2 separate regions of the Capsicum annuum genome follow, and region 2 is linked to region 1. A link is a contact called in public Hi-C data. All regions are on one chromosome and are shown on one strand. Each heading gives the region's core, a stretch centred on a gene start, on an enhancer-like site or on the middle of the called end of the contact. The rest is flanking DNA. Distances are from core to core; before and after follow the strand shown. Region 1 holds the start of LOC107873013 (SWI/SNF complex subunit SWI3C). Region 2 holds the start of LOC107873011 (aspartic proteinase Asp1).

Region 1 (2,700 bases), core at 102-2,601:
ACATAAGAAGGTAAACGGAACATGTATAAAGAACAAATTAATAGAAAAGGTGAAGAGAAACATTATTCACAAAATTTATGATAAATTAACATTTCTCAAGAATCAAGCTTAATTCTACAAATAAAAACTAAATTGGCTATTAGAATCAAACATTCGAAAATTAGAAGAAGGGTTTAATATTTATAATTAGTATTTGATCTATATGAATATTTTTCTTCAGTTTATAAAATATCATCACTAAAAAAAATTTAAAACGATAAAAAAACATGTATTTAAAATTTTATGATACATTCTTACAATTTTTCAGCTACTAACACACACAAGAAAAATAAAGTATATTGGTTTACCTTGATAATTGCTTTTAGAGTGATGAAGAAACATAAATTTATAAATAAAAAATAATATTAGAAGAAAATTACAACCAATATTGACCCAATGCTTAATTCTGAAAAGTTCATTGAGAAATGCTTATTCAAATATTTAAATTTATAGAACTTATATTTGGAATATCAAAAGGCATGAGAAGATAGAGTAATATTATGGATAATAATAATAATAATAATAAAACATTATGGATAATAATAATAATAATAATAATAATAATAATAATAATAATAATAATAATATAAAAAAATTCGGGAAGTGGGATGAATTATTTTTTTTCAAGAGGAAGAATAGATAAATTAAATAATAAAAAGTGTGATAAATAAGGTGAGGAAGTGAAAGAGTTTAATAGCATGAGATAATAATCATATTATATATTAAACACATTGTATTTAATTTCTAATAATATAAACATTAATGGGTGATTTTTATTAATTTTAAATAATTTATTAAGTTAAAAATAGGAGAAAATAATTCAAAAAAACCACAAAATAGATAAATGTCATTAAAGGCCTCTAAGACATGCCACATAGGATTGACTATTAATCTCTCTTTTATATATATATATATATTTGAAATGGTATTTGAAATTTGAAAAACAATCAAAATCTTATTTTCATATTTTTCACTTTTTTAAAAAAATTAAATTTTTATTTTTATAAAATAAACTTGTTTAATTACATTTCATGTTCAAATTATATTTTATATATTTTTTTAAAATATATTTAAATTTACTTATTTATTAAAAAATTCTGAACAAACACAACTTCAATTTTAATAATTATAAATAAACCGAATATTTATTTCATAGCCAAAATTAATTAAAGAAAATTAATTACCTTTACGTTACTCTCGACAGCTCGTACATCTTTTTCTTCCACCACTCTCTAATTTAGCGCGTGACTGCACACCACTAAACCAGGCAAGCGAATACTCACTCGTATTTATTATTGTGGGAAAAACACAGCTAGCGAAATTCCAAAAAAGGAGCTCAAAAATTAATCATCGAAGAGAACAGTAGAGAGAAACAATGAATCCATTCCCCCTTTCCCCAATTTTCTGTTTCTCTCTCTAAATATCTCACTTTCTCTCTCCAGAAACGAACGAATCTGAGACCCCACAAATCTCTCCTTTAAACCCCCTCTTGTTCAGAAGAAGACCTCCAAAACCCCAATTTCTTAGCAATGCCTGCTTCCTCCTCAGGTGCACTCACTACTTTGTCCTTATTTGTGTGAATAAATTTGGTTAATTTTACGTGCTTATAATAATTAATTAATTTCATTTTCATTTGGATCCGAGCTAATTAAATTATTGTTGTTGTAGAGACGAGGAATAGATGGAGGAAGCGGAAAAGGGAAAGTTTAATTTCGAGGAAAATGAAGAATCAGAACGATGAGGACGGGTTCGAAGACGAGGAAGATGAGGAAGAAATTGAGCAACAAGAGATGGTTGATGACCTCCAAAACCCTAATAATTCAGTGGATCGAAGTTATACAAACTCCGTTGTTGAGTTGGTGTCGGAAAGTAAGGAGAGGATTAGTGAGTTTCCGATGGTAGTGAGACGTGCTGTAACGCGGCCGCATTCATCCGTGTTGAATATTGTGGCTATAGAGAAGGCTGGGCAGAGTGGGGAGAGTAAGCAGAATGGTGGTGTGGTGTTGGAGAATTTGTCGTATGGGCAGCTTCAGGCACTTTCGGCTGTGCCTGTAGATCATCACGCGTTGTTGAGTGATGAAAGAGGAGAAGGGAGTGGGAGTGGTTCGTATGTGATTACTCCGCCGCAGATATTGCCTGGTCGCGGTGTTGTTAAGCATTATGGTAGTGCAGGTCGAATTCATGTTGTGCCTATGCACGCAGGTACTTGTACAATGTGGTTATAGAGAAATTTTTGTTGCATAGCATTTTCGTAGTTGATGGAACCTTTGTGTGCTTTCAAGTACCGAAATACTTGTTTAGTAGTGAATAATGATAAGAGTAATTTGTGTAACGTCTGTTGTATGCATTCTTTTTTGGCAATCTGAAAACGTAACTGTTGGAAGTTTCTTAATTGTACAGTAGAATTTCGGCATTTTCTGTCAGGACTTAACTAATTTTGTGAAATAAGGTAGTTGCATGGTCCAATGATATTGTTATTATAATTCAAAGACAGTTATGATCATTGGATTTAACAACTCAGTAATTTGTTGAAATTTAGGAGATGGAAGGTAATTACAGGTAATTGATCACTTATCAAATCAGTATGCCTGCTGGCAATGGGTCCTAAAAGAAGCGTGATATAGACACTTCTAGCGGTTGTATATGAATTCCTTTCCACTT
Region 2 (2,700 bases), core at 197-2,696, 420 kb before region 1:
AAATGATACTATAACAGAACCTTTCAAGAATATGTGAACTTCAATCAAGAAAAAAAAAACTAACGAAAAAATCATTTTAAAAAAGGGTAGATCGGTACACTGAAGCCCACAGTATGTGTGTGATTCGGGGAAGATCAGACCCACAAGGGTCTATTATACACAGATTTACCCTACGTTTCTGCACGAGGTTGTTTCCACGGTTTGAACCCATGGCGTCCTAATCACATGCAACTTTACCAGAAACTTTTAAAAAACACTCATTGACAATCAACATTCCCAAATTAATGAAAACACATATGGATCATGCTCTAGAAGAAAAATGATACTACAGCAGAACCTTTCAAGAATATGTGAACTTCAATCAACAAAAAAAAAACTTCAAAAAGACAATTAAATTCCAAAATTAATGAAAACACATATAGATGATACTTTGGCATAAAAATGATAGTACAATAGGGCCTTTCAAGAATCTGTGAACATCAATCAAGAAAAAAAACTTATCTATGCTCGGGGTTCGAGGAAAGGCCAGCTCACAAGGGTCTATTATGCACGGTCTTACTTGCATTTCTGCAAGAGGTGTCTCCACGGCTTCAACCCGTGAGCTCCTAATCACATGCCAGTTTTTAAAGAATTCATTGAAAATCAAAATTCCCAACTTAATGAAAAACAGAGATAGATGATAATTTAGGAGAAAAATGATAGTGCTACAACAGAATCCTTCAAGAATTTGTTAACTTCAAGCACAACTAAAATTCCAAATTTAATGAACACACAGATGGAAGAAAAAGTGATAGTACAATTCAAGAATTTGTGAACTTCAATCAAGAAAATAACTCATTGACAATCAAAATTTCCAAAATAAATGAACCCCATGAAATCACATTGACAGAACATCACAATTCAAGAAAATGAGTGAATACCCATCAGAACCTTCAAAAATTGTTGAACTTCAATTAAAAAAAAATAAAAAAAAAATCTAAAAATAATCAAAATTCCAAAATTAACAAAGCTCATGAAAATCACATTACAAAGAAGTGAATACCCATTAGGATATACATCTCCAGCAAGAGGGAACACAAGAGAGGAGGAACCAGATTTTAACTGCTTCTTCTTCCACAAAGGAAGATTAATAGAAGCAGAGAAGCAGCTTTGGAATGGCAGCAGAAAGTGCAACACCAACAGTATCAAAAATGGCGCTTTCATCATCATTTTGTTGGCAAAAGTAGTTGGAGCAAAATCAAGAAAAAGGCACTTTCTTGATCTCAAAAAGGTAAGCAGAAAAGGTTCAATTCAAGGATAAAGAGAACAAAGAGTTGCACACTTGCAGTCAATGCACATTTACTTTAAAATGTTTTTTTTTTAACTCGGTGTCTGGTATTTAAGTTTTTTTCAGGCACACTCTACAAAATATTCGGAAAGTGATAAATGGCCATAATTTTTTGGCCCAAATTTAATCATAATTGTGAAAAGATTTATATAGCTTTATTTTAGATTTTATCATATTTTTTCAAATAAATTTCCTCCAAGTTTTCTTAATAAATACAGTAATTTTTTACTATTTTTTAAACTTATTGAACAACTAAAATTAATTTATATAAGAATAATTAATAAATTTAATGTACATATATTATGTATTAAAAATATATAAATAATTATATATTTGTAACTAATTTTAAATGTAATTAATACATATTATTCAATAACTTTTCATGTAACTTAATTAAATACATCCAAAAGACAAATAAACATGAGTCTATAACCTCATTCAATAATGTAATTCTACTTTAATTCAAAAATTAAAATAATAATAATGAAGTTAATCAGTTTTGCTAAATGAAAAAAATAAATAAAAATTAAAATTACAAGCAATTATATAAAATTACAAGAAGTAAATATTGAGAAATAAAAAGAAAGAAAATGGATGATATCAAGTTAATTAAAAATTAAATTTCATCTGAATTTTGCTAAATCAATATAACAGAGGTTCAAAACAAATTAATTACGCTAGTGTAACCACATGTGTTTTGCATGTGTAACATTTGCTTATTTAAAATTAAATAATTTTATTTATTGCGGGATTTTTAATAAAATATAAAAAATTTAAATTATTTTTTGAAGATCCTTCACACTTTAATATAATAGTGTAAACATAAACATATATTTTAGTATAGGCATATAGAAATTTTACCACCAGAAGTCCTAAATGGTTAATAGATCATTACTTTTGCGTTTTTCATGTAGTACCTCTTCTCTTGTTGTCAAAGCTAAAAGAGACGTATCAATTTGAACCATATTTATAGTACAGTTATTTTTCTTTTTTTCCTATATTTAAAATCTTTCCTTATTTTTAAAGTCAAATCTTTACAAAATCATTAATTACATTCTTATTGCGTACTTAAAACTTTTTTAAAATTTGCCACTTCTTAAATTTTTCTTATTCTAAAGCTTTGATATTTATTTCTAGATTTTTTAAATCATCTGAAAATTAAATTTAGTTTATTTACAATTCTTAAACTAATGAAAAAGTGTTAGTTGTCATTAGTTTTGATGACTTCTATATAAGAAAATGTTTTACCATAAATATATTTAAATAATTTTTAACTCTTAAATATCAGAAAAAAATAGTGAAAAGAAGATTTTGTCTACAGTAAAGACTTTTAATGAAGGCCAAAAAATTTCAAACAATATTTATAGGGCACT

What was found. Hi-C and Micro-C count contacts between places; a contact is called where the count stands out from the background.
Region 2: a Hi-C map of leaf shows a contact between it and region 1, with 4 times the contacts expected there. The contact joins the promoter of LOC107873011 here to the promoter of LOC107873013 in region 1. A contact is called at or near these places in 4 of 5 Hi-C or Micro-C datasets (bud, leaf and placenta).

What each region holds. Positions count from the first base shown.
Region 1 is chr6:170,810,053-170,812,752 of UCD10Xv1.1, reverse strand. LOC107873013 (SWI/SNF complex subunit SWI3C) reads left to right here and starts at 1,351. Exons shown (of 9, transcript XM_016719702.2): 1 at 1,351-1,587; 2 at 1,708-2,241. The coding sequence starts at 1,569.
Region 2 is chr6:171,231,919-171,234,618 of UCD10Xv1.1, reverse strand. LOC107873011 (aspartic proteinase Asp1) reads right to left here and starts at 1,446. Exons shown (of 9, transcript XM_016719700.2): 1 at 1,043-1,446. The coding sequence starts at 1,209.